2 separate regions of the Mus musculus genome follow, and region 2 is linked to region 1. Evidence: chromatin contacts called from public promoter capture Hi-C data. All regions are on one chromosome and are shown on one strand. The core of a region is the stretch at or near the end of the contact, and the rest is flanking DNA. Distances in the headings are between cores, read along the strand shown. Region 1 holds the start of Gatad2b (GATA zinc finger domain containing 2B). Region 2 holds the start of Tpm3 (tropomyosin 3, gamma).

The links. Capture Hi-C pulls out chosen DNA fragments and counts their contacts.
Region 2: a contact with region 1 is called in a promoter capture Hi-C map of pancreatic islet. The contact joins the promoter of Tpm3 here to the promoter of Gatad2b in region 1. A contact is called at or near these places in 3 of 484 Hi-C or Micro-C datasets (embryonic stem cells and macrophages), 5 of 115 datasets of contacts at active chromatin or transcription factors (bone marrow-derived macrophages, effector CD8 T cells, extraembryonic endoderm stem cells and 2 more) and 3 of 9 other capture datasets (adipose tissue, liver and pancreatic islet).

What each region holds. Positions count from the first base shown.
Region 1 is chr3:90,289,345-90,297,152 of GRCm38.p6, reverse strand. It overlaps Gatad2b (GATA zinc finger domain containing 2B), which reads right to left and starts at 3,972. Exons shown (of 11, transcript NM_139304.3): 1 at 3,729-3,972.
Region 2 is chr3:90,068,750-90,076,557 of GRCm38.p6, reverse strand. Tpm3 (tropomyosin 3, gamma) reads right to left here and starts at 3,907. Exons shown (of 10, transcript NM_001293748.1): 1 at 3,708-3,907; 2 at 2,713-2,838. The coding sequence starts at 3,824. It overlaps Mir190b (microRNA 190b), which reads right to left and starts at 6,538; the gene lies at 6,459-6,538.

The DNA.
Region 1 (7,808 bases), core at 2,723-5,222:
CACAGCTTGAGGAGAAGGGAAAAAAAATCAGTTAAGTGGAGGTGAGAGGTCTGTTTGGCAAACAACATAGGTAACTGCTTAAAAGGAGGAGAGCCAGGAGTGCTAGAACACAAATTTAACCCCAGCACTCAGGAGGCAGAGGCGGATAGATGGATTTGAGTTCTAGGACAGCCTGGTCTATAGAGCCAATTCAATGACAGCCAAAGCTGTGTAAAGAAACTCTTGTCTCAAAAAAAAAGACAAGGAGCTAGAGATGGCTCAGTAGCTAAGAGCACTGGTTGCTCTTCCAGAGGTCCTGAGTTCAATTCCCAGTAACCACATGGTGGTTCACAACCATTTGTAATAGGATCTGATGCCCTCTTCTGGTGTGTCTGAAGACAGCTACAGTGTACTCATATAAATAAATAAATCTTTAAGAAAAAAGAAAATGAAAAGAAAAAAGACAAGGGACTCCTGAAATGTTAGCCTTTCTGAGCACAATGACACCTTTTCAACCTTCAAACTTTTTTATCCCCTTTATTCCAAGGCAGGGTTTCTCTGTATTGCCGTAATTGTTCTGAACTTGCTCTGTGGACCAGACTGGCCTCAAACTCACAGAGCTCACAGAGCTCCACCTACCTCTACCTCCTGAGTGCTGGGATAAAAGTGTTCACCATCACCACCCAGCTGTAACTGCACTTTTTTTTTTTTTTGGTTTTTTGAGACAGGGTTTCTCTGTGTAGCCCTGGCTGGCCTCGAACTCAGAAATCCACCTGCCTCTGCCTCCAATCTAGAGTGTCCAGTAGGCCTAGTGGAACCAAGAGAAAGTGACAGAGAAACTCCACCACCCACAACAAAGAGGGGAAAACACAAAACACACAAGCCTTTTTTTTTTTTTTTTTGAGGAAGGGTGTAAGAGAGCTCAAAAGTGATATAAAACAGAAGATGACCTTGAACTCCTGATTCCCAGCTGAGGATGAAAGGCCTATGCCAGCTTTTTTGTTTAGGGTTGTTTTGAGAATGTGTCTTAATTCAGTAGCTCTAGCCATCTTGAACTCACTATGTAGTCTATGCTGCTTCAAATTCAAAGAATCCTCCTTCAATTTCCCAAGTGTTGGGATTACAATCATGACTCTAGAAAACACAAACTCTAGAAAGTACTATAGACTTATGAGGGTTAGAAAAAAAATTCCACACATCTCTCTGCACCCTGTTCCCCTATGCTAAACACAGTCTAAGTTATTGCCAGGATTTATATTTGAAGGGCTGATCAGGGAACCAAGATAATTTTGTTTCTAGACAAGTATTTAATGTAGCTTCTATTCAAACCCTGTTGAGACTGCATCTAAACAGGAAGTTAACAGACATGACATAATTAGGGGAAGCAAACTACGGTGCCATAAAGATGGATACTGATGTCAAGCACAAATCACTCTCACCTCATTAAAAATATTCTCAACTAAAGAATAGGCAGTTTAGCCGGGCGTGGTGGCACACGCCTTTAATCCCAGTGCTTGGGAGGCAGAGGCAGGCGGATTTCTGAGTTTGAGGCCAGCCTGGTCTACAGAGTGAGTTCCAGGACAGCCAGGGCCACACAGAGAAACCCTGTCTCGAAAAAAACAAACAAAAAACAAAACAAAACAACAACAAAGAATAGGTAGCGTAAAAATCTATATAAACCTCATCTCTTCTCTAGTCATTCAACCTACAGGTCCAGCCTTCTGTTAATACCTACCTCTTCCAAATCACTGCCCCCAGACTGAAAAATCTATCAATCATACCGGACAAATACTCACCATGGCCTATTTATAGACTTATCTTCTTAAAAAGCCCAAGGAAAAGTCTATGCGTGACCCAGCCCAGCATCTGTGGTATGACATTTCCAACAGATATATCTTCCTGCCCTCAGAATGAGCTTAACCCCTCCAGACCACTGTCTTTAATATCACCAGAAGTTGCCTCCTTACCAATCAAGCACACACACAACTGCTGCTACTCTAAAACAATATTCTCTCTCTCTTCCTCCATCCCCAGGGTGTCAGATCCCCTGAAACTAGAATTATAGACAGTTTCAGACAGCCTTGTGGGTGCTGGAATTGAACATGAGTCCTCTGGAAGAGCAGTCAGTACTCTTAACCCGAGCCATCTCTCCAGCCCCCTTCTAGGACAATTCTTATCAAGACTTCTCCTGCACCAAAAATCAAAAGTGGTCATCAGACTTCAAGAAAGAATGTAAGCCCATGTATCAAAGAAAAAGCAATAAAGAAATCACTCAACTCTCAAACAGGATAATCAACAACTTACAGACACTAATACAGAGGCCAAAAAACTTCAGTCATGGCTGTAGTAAAGATAAGATGGTTGGAGGACAGAGGTGGAAGGGGAAGATTTCTTCTTATTTTCATCTGTGCCACATTCATCTGTTGTCTATTTAAATTATAATTTCTGGAAAAGGAACGGCTCCAAAAAACTACAAAAGCTCTTCTCCAATCCACATGGATCAAAAACCTACTTTTACTCCAACTTCAAGCACTATTTCAAATCTTGCTGGGTAGGCATGAAAACACTGCCTCTCTTTGCTAAAAGATGATTTAATTTATATTATTCCCACCTCTGAAGCACACACACAAAAGCCCTTCAAGTAACTACCAGATGAGAACACTGGTTCTCTCCAGAAGAGAACAGGGAAACACTGCTAACTTCAGCATCCACATGCTACCTACCCACCAGTAAAGCCGCCACCTCCATCTCAGGACCAGTCCTTACGAAGGAACATCTTATGCTTAGAGTGAATCTGGTGCTGGGGATGAACTCAAAGAGGGCACCATACCTTTATAGAGCGGGGAAGCTGTCCGGGACAGCGATTAACACCTAAATCTCTTCATTCACAGGAGTAACTAGCTCCTTCAGGTAACTGAGCCCAAGGAGGCAAAAAGTACTCTAAGTCCCGACTTGGTCCGGAAGAGTAAGTTCTAGTTCCATCAACCCTCAAGAAGTGAACTGGGAAACAGATCCAGCGAATCCCAGAAGCCCAGCTGAGAAAATGGGTGGTTTAGTTGCTACACGAGGTAAGTAACCCACGCAAGTCAAGACAATTCCCTTTTCTTACGGAGGGCAAGGGAACGATGGACGACGAAATAAAGGGGTAAGGTTCTGCACTCCTGAGCCTGTCCCCCCCCCCAATAAAGATAATTATCCAGTGCTTCCTCCACCCTTAAGGATCCCCTTTTCGTCCTATCCGCCGTCAAACATAGGACTCAGTGCAGGGAGCGGCCCCCGCACCCCGAGGGCACTACTGGGGGCGGAGAGTTAAAAACACGGAGAGGAGGACGCTCCGGAGAAGAGGGGAGCATGGCGGGCATGAGGTACTGAGTGAAAAGGGGGATGGCGAGGGAAACGGGGAGCGAGGGAGGGGAGAAAGAGTAAAAAGCGAAGACACGAAGGGACACCAGCCGGGTCGCGCGAGGCCTAAGTGAAAGACCAGGGCGCGCGCGCGGGGGGGAGGGGAAGAGGTGAAGGGGAGCGCGAGGCGGGGGCGCGCGGGCCGGGCTGGGGGAGGGGACGCCAGGCGGGGGCGCGCGGGCGGGCGTCGGCTCGCGGGCGCTTCCCCTCCCCCCGCCCTCCACCTTTCCCCTCCCCCACCGCCGCCTTCTCGCAGCCTCGCTCCCTCCGTCGCTCCTCACCGCCCCCGGGCGGGCTGGCGGGCTGGCGGGCTGGCGGCCAGGCTGGCCTAGGCCAGAGCTCCTCACCTGGCAGCGGCGGCGGAACTCCCGACCAGGTCGCTTCCTCAGGCGGCTGTGAAGGCGTCGAAAAAGGAGGCGGCGACGGCACAGTGGGATCCAGACCCCACTGGCGGGTCCGGGAGCGGGGGTGGGGGAGGGGGCGGGCCGGGTCGGGGAGGGCGGGCGGGCGGAGCAGACACTGCGGTACAGACAGGGGCAGCAGCGGCGGCGGCGGCTGCACCGGCGGCGGCGGCACCACACAAACAAGGACGCTGATTGGGCAGCTGCCAAGCGCCTTGACTCCGCCTTAACCACACGCCACGACGGCCATTGGAGGAACTTAGCCGGCTACCCGCCCTCCTCTTCTTGCTCCTACCAATTGAAAGCGGGATACCAAGACTTCACCCCACCCTTGAGGAATGGGTGGCTGGAGAAGTAGTGATTGGCGTTAAGAAAATCCAATCATAAATGGAGAAGGGGGATGGTCTAGCGGGGGCGCGTTAATGGGTACCTCGGCCAGTCCCAGACACATCCGGGTCTTCGACAGCCCATTAAGTGTCGGGGGTCAAAAAATCGCTTCAGGCTGCAGCTTTACCTTGTAGACGTTTTGGTCCCCTGGCAGCCGCCGTACCACCTAGTCTCTTAAAACCGGGATTCTCCTTTGACAGGCTCTCATTCTTTCTCGTCTAAAGATGGAGACCGGGAACGGCGCTGGGCTCTGTGTTTGGGTGGGTGGTGTTTCATCGCGACAGAATCCATGAATTTAAGGACAGGACTAGCTTTAGGAGCTCTGGCCTTGTCTTTCTGGGGTGTGGCCTGCCCCGTTCTGCCCAAGGCCTTGGGACTCGTGTGTTAATTTACTTCTGACCGGTCCTTTCCTGGTTGTACCGTAACAGCACAAAGAAAAAACAAACAATTAGCTAAATGTACTGAATTTATGGTGTATACTCTGGGATCTGGTCTTTTTCTGTTCACAGTGAGGATACAGCTTCCCACCCCACCCTATTGCACTAGCTAAGTCAAGGCCCGGGTTCTTTTGCTAGCCTGGCTATCTCCTACTTCCTCCAAGAGGTTAGACCCGCCTACATTCTACGTTTCTAGAACACCATGAATATTCTTTCTGAGCGCCCTAGAAATGAGAACTAATTATCACAAAAATAAACACATTGAAAGAATAATAACTTTTTGGGGGAACAAGAACAATGAATTCTTACTCTCTGTGAGGCAAGTACTGGCCATCCTATCTTACAGATGAGGACAATAAGGTATCGATTAAAAGACAAAGTTACACATGTGACAGACTTGAGATTTTAACCCATGTGTACTAAGGAACAGGGTCAGATTAAGCAACTTGCCAAAGGTAGACAGCAACTGAGCAATGATTAAAAGTCAGATCTAACTAGTGCCAGAGACAGTAGAGAAGACATTTTTTCAAATCACTATGGAAATAAAATTGTAAGCCTGACATGATGGTGCACAAATGTAACTTCACCACTGGGATGCTGAGGTCACAGGTTAGCCAAGGCTAGATATGAAGATGTTTCAGATTCCTTTAAAGGGGGGCTGAAGAGATGGTTCAATAGTTAAGCACTTGTTGCTCCTCAGAGGACCCAGGTACCTATCTGTAATTCCAGTTCAAGGGCTCCATAGCACCCCTCTGACTTCCCTGAGCACCAGGGGCTCCTACAGTGCATACACATTCATGCAAGGAAAACACAGTTTGTAAATACCTAAAAATTAATTTGTTAAGAGTTGACCTAGAGATGGCACACGCCTTTAATCCCAGCACTCGGGAGGCAGAGGCAGGCAGATTTCTGAGTTTGAGGCAAGCCTGGTCTACAAAGTGAGTTCAGGACAGCCAGGACTATACAGAGAAACCCTGTCTCAAAAAACACACAAACAAAAAAACAAAAAACAAGAGTTGTCCTAGAATACTAGTTAGCATGTTCAAAACCCAATACTGCAAATTATATAAATAAAGTTAATTATGATGGAGAGCTGGACATGACAGTGCATGCCTTTAATCCCAACACTTGGGAGGCAGAGGAAGGTGAATCTCTGAGTTCGAGGCCAGCCTGATCTACAGAGTGAGTTCCAAGTCAGCCAGGGCTACACAGAGAAACCGTCTTGAAAAAAAAAAAAAACCGTCTTGAACTTGTGGCAATCCTCCTGCCTCAGTCTCACAAGTGTTGAGATTACAATACTGAGTCACCAGACCTGGACCATACAATTAGTTTGTATTATAAGGTTAAACAAACAAAAAACCTATTTGTATTCAAGTATTGTGTCCAGATAAATAAATAACATAACCTTGAGTTAAAGTATTTAGGTTTAGATCTTGGCTCTGAACCTAACCAGTTCTATGATTGTTGTACAAGTACAGATTCCTTTTTTTTTTTTAATCTATTCTCTTGTTCACCCAACTGTACAAGGAGAGTGCTGAATATAACTCATAGGCTTATTGTTTGGATTATAAAATAACATACCTTTAATATTCTGGGCCATGCCAAGAACAAGAATATAGTATTCAGGATTGGAGAAACAATGGCTCAGCAGTTAAAAACAAAAAACAAAAAAAAACATTGCTTGTCCTTCTAGAAGACCAAGTAGCACCCATGGGGTGGCTTCTGTAATCCAGGGATTTGATGCCCTCTTCTGGCCTCCTCCACAGGCACCAGGCACACAAGTGGTAAACAGACACACATGCAGGCAAAACATCTATACACACAAAATACACTTTTATAAAAATATAGCATTTGATATATACACTCAAGAACTATAAGAATTTTCCTAATGTTCCAATGATTTCACGATTTTAGCTCCAAATTCAGCTTGTTTATATTTTAACTCCATCATCTTCAGCTTTTGCTGACTCTCTTGAGTCACTGAACAAAGGATAAAGCACCTAGTGTAGATCTAAGGTTTACTGTTACAGAAGTCCTACAGTACACTCAACCAGGCACGTACTCTGTGATGTGAGTGCTGGGATTAAAGACGTGCGCCACCACCGCCCGGCCAGAAATTCTTCTTGACTAAAGCTTTGTCCATCATCAATGCAAAGTTCCTCTGCTGTCTAAAGAGCCATCTGTAGTAAGAATTCTGGAATTTGGGTTTCTTTGGGGAGAAAAAAAAAACACAAATATTAAAGGAATGTGCCCTTGTTTTAATCCCAGGTGTAGGGATGTGGGGCTGCTGCAGACTACCCACAGCAGCTGACTATGATTTGCCTCCTGCTCTAGCAGAGTTGTGGTTTTGCCAGCTGCAGATAATTCCTGTGATTGTGTGACATTTGGAATTCTGGGAACTTTTCAAAGGATATATAAATTCAAGGGCCCTGAGAGTCAAGGTTGGTGGTTATTAGTGATTCGGAGGGTGGGGGAAGAGTTTAGTTGCAATTTTTTAATGGTTATGCTCAAAGACAAAACTGGGATTAAAGGCTTGCGCCACCACTGCCCAGTGCTCGCCTCTTAAAAAGAAAAATAATCCTCTGCTCTTTCCTACATTTGAAATCAAATTTCGCTGGGCAGTGGTGGCCCACGCCTTTAATCCCAGCACTCAGGAGGCAGAGACAGGCAGATTTCTGAGTTTGAGGCCAGCCTGGTCTACAGAGTGATTTCCAGGACAGCCAGGGCTATACAAAGAAACCCTGTCTCGAAAAAAACAAAACAAAACAACAACAACAACAAAAGGCGAGCAAGTAGTTTATTGCAGTTGCTGCCACTGGGCTATCTCCTGCTTTGCTTCCAGGTGGAATTTTCTGCTTTTTTCTTCCTATATTTTATTTCAAAAAGGTTGAAAGACTGGCTGAGCAGTTGAAAAAGAGTGCAGGTGGAAATGGAGGGGCCTGAGAAACAAACAAAAGGCTGAACTGGGAAAATAAATAAATAAAAGAACTTTTTTTTTTTTTTTTTTTTTTTTTTTTTTTTTTTTTGGTTTTTCGAGGCAGGGTTTCTCTGTGTAGCCCTGGCTGTCCTGGAACTCACTCTGTAGACCAGGCTGGCCTCAAACTCAGAAATCTGCCTGCCTCTGCCTCCAAGTGCTGGGTTTAAAGGTGTGCACCACCACGCCCAGCTAACTTTTTTTTTTAATTTATTTAATTATTTATTC
Region 2 (7,808 bases), core at 2,658-5,157, 220 kb after region 1:
GTGCCCTCTCTTTGTTCAAGCAGCCCTAAAAAAATCCCACACATTCAGGAAGGCTTCTCAGATAACCAAACTACTAGTGTAGACACGTAGCAGTTGGCTCCCTCATTCCTGTTTACTTATTTATTAATCTCAAGGTCGGAGGCTAAGCTGTTAGCCCTTTTTGTATTAGACAGAGCACCCTCTCCACAATGATGCACACATTCCGATCTTCGTTCTCTAAGTAAACCTCAGCGCTCTTCCCTGGTCCATGCTCTTCTCAGCTCCTACAGACACCCTCCTTGCTTTCTTGTTCTCTTCAAAGCAAAGGTCAGCAAAGTTTTAGTAAAGGGCCAGATGGAATGTCTGGCTTACAGGTCATGTGGACTCTATAGCAGTTATTTTATTGCACAGGAAAAAAAAAAAAACACTAGACATGTGTTCTCATAATACTTTACTTCCAAAACCAGTCTGTGGCAGGCTTAGCCCACAGGTGGTACTTGGAGAAAAGATGCCTTTCTTCCTGCTTCTGTTTCAACAAATTTCCCCCTCTTTTTTGTTTATTTGTTGTAGTTTTGTTTTGTTTGAAACAGATTCTCTCTCTATAGCCATAGCTGTTCTGGAACTCACCATGTAGACTAGGCTGTCCTCAAACAAAGATCTGCCTGCCTCTGCTGCCCTGCCCAGTCAATTTCTTGTTCTTGTATGGATCAATGAGAGGTACTTACTGAGTATGTGAGAAGGTAACAAAGGAGACAGGAGTAAGTTGAGGATTTAAAATAAGACAAAATTTTACATATTTAAATTTTTTTAGCCAGGTAGTGCTGGAACAGAGAGGGAGCAGCTTGTACCGGACAAGACTTTTAGACACTGAGGCTGCCTTTAGTGCTTGTCACCAGATTTGCATCACTAATCTCTGGTATTGTATATTCTAACACTCACTACACTGAGACTTTGAAAGAGGACAGCCTGGGCTAAAGAATGGCTCGGCGGGTAAGAGCACTGACTGCTCTAACAGAGGTCCTGAGTTCAAATCCCAGTAACCACATGGTGGCTCACAATCACCCATAATGAGATATTATACCCTCTTCTATCTGAAAACAGCTACAGTGTACTTATATCTAAATATTAGTAATAATAAATAGTTATATATAGTAAATTAATCTTGTTTTGTTTTGTTTTGGTTTTGGTTTTTTTTTTGTTTTTTGTTTTGTTTGTTTGTTTGTTTGTTTGTTTTCAAGACAGGGTTTCTCTGTATAGCCCTGGCTGTCCTGGAGCTCACTTTGTAGACCAGGCTGGCCTCGAACTCAGAAATCTGCCTGCCTCTGCCTCCCAAGTGCTGGGATTAAAGGTGTGCGCCACCACGCCCGGCTGTTTTTTGGTTTTTTTTTTGTTGTTTTTTTTTGAAACAGTGTTTCTCTGTGTAGCCCTGGCTGTCCTGGAACTCACTCTGTAGACCAGGCTAGCCTCAAACTCAGAAATCCGCCTGCTTCTGCCTACCAAGTGCTAGGATTAAAGGCGTGCGCCACCACTGCCCAGCAAATAAATACATCTAGAAAATATATTAGAAAAAAAAAAAAAAAGAAAGAAAGAGAAGAGCAGATGCCTCCCAGCAAAGACTGAACGTGAGCATCTAAATGCGTCCGTCGGGAGTGATCCACTCTGTCCTTTAAGCTGTTTTCCAAAACCAAACATGATTTAAAATAACATCAGCTTCTAGTTTTCTCCTCACCTGGATGCTGAGAACTGTGTATGATATGCCTGTGTAACTGACATATCCTTTTGTTGTTTTTGTTAAAACCCCTATGGGCTAGGTAAATGTAGCTGGTTGGAGGGCTGAATTTAATCCCCAGCACCCCAAATAAAAAATAAACCATCCTGTGGTACTTTTCTTCAAAGCAGATGTCCTATATAGTCTTGTGTTTCTCTTTGCAGCAAACGTCAGTGTTGGAAATGAAGGAAAGTGGGTACCAAACTGTAGTAGGAGGTGGGCAGAGGCAATTCATTTTCGTTTTAAGAGGGGAAAAGGCTCTTAAGAACTATGTAATTTATTCAGGGCTGTAGAGTAAGATCTAGGGGTACTGCCTTAGCCTGCTTCCCAGTTTCTGTTATAGTTCACCCTTGATACGTCACTGCTCTCCTATGATCAGAGTTCTCTGTAGCATCTCTATGGCATAAAGGCAGATGTCCACCTTGGCTAGGACAAATAAACCCATATAGGGCCAAGGTCAGTGTGACCTCCATTTTCTATTGTGAAATCTAAGCTGGCTTTCTTGGGTAACTGAGAGATGAGAGGCTCCCTATTAATACACACATGCACATGCCAAACCTTGTACACAAAAGCTAAGAATGTGGCATGGGGGGGTGGGGGAGTGGATACCTGAGAGCATGCATCTGGATGTGGAGGCCCCTCCTTTGTCCAGGTTCTGGAAAAGGTCATTAGATTACTGCGAAGGAGGTTGAATAGTGCAGAAATGAGATCTCTCTCTCTCTCTCTCTCTCTCTCTCTCTCTCTCTCTCGTGCATGTGTGCTAGTGTAGAACCCAGGGATCCATGCACGTTAGGAAAGCATGCTGCCACTGAACTATGCCCTCAATCTCAACATGTCTTTGAGTAAGAAAGTATACCCCAACAGAAGAGCATGCCAGCGCATTGTCATGTGCAAGAGTATTATGTTGGCATATGTCCCCACAGTCTATGGGTAAGAAGGCAAATAAGCCATCCCCCAATACTCACGTCGGCTGCCTTCTTCTCTGCTAGCTCCAGCTTCTCCTGAGCATCCTTTAAAGCTTCCGAATACTTGTCCAGCTCATCCTCTGTCCCTTTCAGCTTCTTCTGCATGGTTGCTAGTTCATCCTCTAGCTGGAGCCAGAGCCCAGAGAGTAACACACAAAGACATAAACACAACAGTGTATACTTGGACTCCAAAGAGCACTGAGCCCAGCCCCAGGAGAGACACACTTCTTCAGCCATGCTCCAGGCATCAGGCTATGGCTTCACCTCAGACCCTATAATGTCTGGCCCCAAGGTGACCAAGTCATCTGGTGCTTTAATGCAAGACTGTTGAATGATAAACATCTAGTGGGGAAGCTTATTTCTGTGATGTTACAGAGAGAGACAGAGAGACAGAGAGAGTTGGATCATTCCTTACCCTTTGCTTTAGAAGTAAGACATTCTTCAAAATGTGGTCTACTTCTACTTAAGTCCTGCAGGCACACTGTGGCTAGGAAGAGGCCACCGGCTTTCTCAAGGTCACATGACAGTGCAAAGGGGCTACCCTAAAGCAATGGTGCTCAGCCTTTCTAGTGCTGAGACCTTTTCATACAGTTCCTCATGTGGTGGAGACCCCCACGCATAAAATTATTTTCATTGCTATTTCATAACTGTTAATTTTGCTACTGTTTAAATCATAATGTAAGTATCTGTGTTTTCTGATGGTCTTAGGCAACCCCTGTGAAAGGGTTAATGACCCAAAGGGGTCTCAACTCTCAGGTTGAGAACTGCTGCCCTAGATGTTCAGGGGGAGGGGCTTCATTGAGACTGGGGCATTCCTCCCACCCAAAAAAGAAGCTGGCCCAGTGGTCACTGCCTCTCCCATGAACCCCCTGCCCCTCTGGCTGCCTTGAAACTCAGCCTCCTGAGTGCTGGGATTACAGGGGTGTGTGCCACCATTGCCTGGACCATCTCTGTCTTGCAACCAGCAAGTGGGAAAGGTCCATACCAGCACCTACCTGCTTGCTTCTTTCTTCTGCCTGTTTCTGCTCAGCTTCAGCTTGCTCAGCTCGGTCCAGAACATTCTCTTTGTCTAACTTCAGCATCTGCATCTTTTTCTTGATGGCCTCCATCATGAGCTGTGACCGTTGGTGGGCTCACCTGTGAACACTGGAGAACTGGAGGCTGGGGCCAGAGAGGAAGGGCTGCCACCCGGGTCACTCAAAGTTCCCCAGGTTTGAACCTTTATCTGTGCTTGCGGCTCCACCTCTTCTTCCTAACATGGTCTTTCTAGCTCCCTCCCATCCCTTCACTGTTCCCCTGGGGGAACACAGGGTCAGACACATTGATAGACTGACATCACCAGCAAGAAAAAAAAAATTGAGGAACAGCTGAGGCTGATTTTAGACAATGGAAAGTGGGGGTGGGGGAGGTTCTCCCTGACCTTGAAACTTTCCACTCGTTCTTGGCAGCTCTGTGGGTCCCTCAAAAGTAGAGGAACAGAAGAGGGGGGAACACTGAAGCACAGAAGGGTACTTTAGCAGTTCTCGCCACCAGAGGGGTCCTAGTAGCCTTCAGATCTCTCATTCTCCCCTTGGACTATATTGGATATGGACCAAACTCTACTGGTTTGGTCTTTGGATTCCTGGTATCTAAGGAGCGTGGTCAACAGTGACGATGGGAGGTCACTCATGATCGTTGACAATTCCCCCAGATTGACAGTTGGGATTGCTGGGCTATTTTGGGATTCTCTAATAGGCAAGGAGACATTAGTCTGTAAAGGCCATAGGATAAAGTTGAAGGCCTGGGATCTGAAAGGGTATCTCAGGGTGTCAAGTGGGATGAGAAACAAGGAGGTCACAGAACAGGATCACGTTTTCTCATAGCGACCTTAAAATAGAAGGTCTGACATACTGAAGACTGTCGCTTTCCTCTACTCCTCTTCAACTGCTCCCTCTGTGGCCCCCTCCCCAGCCCGCTGTCCACCATGCCATTATAGTGTCCACCAGCTCTACTTCCCCCAGTGTAGTGCCAGCTATGCTCATAATTCCACTTGGAATCTTGCTATTGACAGGTGGCAATTGATCCCATACACAGTTGCCATATACCCATCTATGCCAGAGGAGTGGACACTGTTCAAGGTGACCGGACTGGAGCTAGCAGAGCAAGTAGAAGTGGTTCTAATTAATTCATAATGTCAAGGATAGTTAGTGTTGAGGCTAAACCACAGCAGTGTGGGACCGGAGTCAAGCATCAGGGTGGGGGCAGGGGCAGAGCCGGCTCCCTCTCGAGAGCCTCCCTGTTAAGAACAGACTGATACTAACAGACTGGGAGGAGAGACTTCCAGCTAACTGTTGGAAGAAAGCAAAGAAAACAAGCACCCCCAATTGAGAGGCCAGTCAGGAAAAGGGGACAAGAGAGAACCAGAGAAAGGACATGTATGGGTTGATAGAGAAGAGGGCAATAGAGAGGAGAAAAAGACAAGAGCAGAAGACAAGGAGGAGAGATACATCCTTTCTACCATAGGGGGCAAGATATATGAAGAGTTGCTCCTCAAATTTCAGCTCTCTCCCACTTCCACATGAGCCTTCCGGGTTAACATGGGCTCTATATACATCTCTTTTAGGAGAGTTGTGGAGAGAAATTTAGTTAGAAAAAGAATCGCCAGGCACGGTGGTGCATGCCTTTAATCCCAGCACTTGGGAGGCAGAGGCAGGTGGATTTCTGAGTTCGAGGCCAGCCTGGTCTACAGAGTGAGTTCCAGGACAGCCAGGGCTACACAGAGAAACCTTGTCTTGAAAAACAAAAAACAAACAAACAACAACAACAACAACAACAACAAAGAACTGATACTTTTAGCCGGGCAGTGGTGGTGCATGCCTTTAATCCCAGTACTTGGGAAGCAGAGGCAGGCAGATTTCTGAGTTCGAGACCAGCCTGGTCTACAAAGTGAGTTCCAAGACAGCCAGGACTATACAGAGAAACCCTGTCTAGAAAAACAAAACAACAAACAAACAAATCATGGGGCTGGTGAGATGGCTTAGCAGGTAAGAGCACCGACTGCTCTTCTGAAGGTCCTGAGTTCAAATCCCACAACCACAGGGTGGCTCACAACCATCTGTAACGAGATCTGATGCTCTCTTTTGGAGTGTCTGAAGACAGCTACAGTGTACTCACATATAAATAAATAAATAAATAAATAAATAAATAAATAAATAAATAAATCTTTTTAAAAAATCATAGGGCTGGAGAGATGGCTGAGCGGTTAAAAGCACTGACTGCTCTCTTCCAGCGGTCCTGAGTTCAATTCCTGCAACCACATGGTGGCTCACAATCCTCTGTAGTGGGATCTGATGCCCTCTTCTGGTATGTCTGAAGACAGCAAATATATATATATACATATACATATATATATATAAAATAAAAAATAATGTAATAACCTGGGTCTATAGCTCAGTGGTAGAGTATTTGCTTAGTGAATATGAGGTGTTGGGTCCCATCACCAACATTTTACAAAAAAACAAAAAAGGAACAAAAAAAAACAAGCACTGGGTATGGTGGCATGTGCCTTTAGTCCCAGTGCTCAGGCGGCAGAGGCAGAGGCAGGAGGACTTCTGTGAGTTTGAAGCCAGCCTTGTCTACATAGTGAGCTCCAGGACCACCAGGGCTATGTAGGAAAACCCTGTCTTGAAAACAAACCAGAAAGTCAGGCAGACAAGAGTCTCAGAGCCCCAGGGGCTGACGGAGCCAAGGAGGTGGTGCCAAGTCTCCTTACTGCTGTGAGAGTATGCTTGACATTCAGTTGGTTCATAATTTAACAACCCAATATCAAACATATCACACAGAAGCAGGCAGGCAAACTCTGGTCGTCATCGGCCCCTCCCCTCTCTGTGAAGAAAGGTCAGGGAGACGAACCAGAGCCTCACCATGTACAGGAGGAAACCCATCTTCAAGGGCACTGACCCTTGTGGTCTTTCACTCCCCAAATATGGTCTTGGTTATCTGTCCTTCATGCCGTCCCCACCACAACCCCTCTTCTACTGTGTTCAGTGTGTGCTGGATCATGTTTTTGTAATTCAAGAACACTGGGCAGGGCTTCATATCCGGGCACCTACCGTTTCCCGAAGCTCCCACACAACTCTTCTCCTCCCTGTTGTGTGACAGCACCAGCTTCCAGAGGATCACCATGTCAGCAGCGCCTCAGAAGCTTTGCCACCTGCCTTTCGATGCCACCTCAGCTGCCCAGGGCTTTCCGGGGGGTAAGGTTAGGGGTTTGCATCTCCTCTACTTTCTCCTTTCCAACCAAACTTCTAACGTTCCCAGATTTCTTTTCTCCTGTGAGACTGCTCAGTCTTCTCAATGGACTCCAACTTCATAGCTTCAAGTCAACAGGAGTTCCAGAAAATGTTTGCAATGTGGGGCTGGTGCTTGTACCATCTGGGTCCTTGTTTCCTCCTCATGACCTTAAGGCATCCTCCTTCAAGGTACCATTGGGTGTCCAGAACAGAAAAGCTATTGCACTCACAGGCTTCAGTCTGGGCTCCAGACTAGCAGACTCCCAGCTTCTCCTTCCTGGCTGAATTGAAACTAAGGCTTTTAGATCAAGAGCAAGAGGGAACTGCTTCTGTCAGGAGGCAGCCTGCAACCCTCAGGACTCCCATTCCTTTCTACAGCTTTCTGTCACCAGAGGTCCGGGGCTGCCTTCTCCAAGGCTCTTCCTTCATAGGGATTCAACCTGGTTATTTTTCCCCCTCTTGGAGAGAATTGGGTCTGTTGAGTGCCATTTGGCTGATGCTTCACTCACTGTGGCAAAAAGGAGCCCAAGTTATAGCTGCACGGGGGCTGGGAAAACACTCTTTATCAGTCCTCAGGCATGTTCCATGTGTCCTTGCTCCCATTAATTCTGACATCTCCCTCCCCCACACAACTTCACAGTGACTTTGTCTTAGATCAATAACATGTCCCAACAACCAATCAATTCCAATTAATTGGATGTGGCACTTGCCTCCCAGGGAAAGACTAATAAATGTGACTAAGCCCCAAGTTAGGTGCTTGTGGTATTTTGTCTTTTCTCTTTTGTAGTTCCCAAAGTCTGAGTGTGTGTATGAAATATTTATATT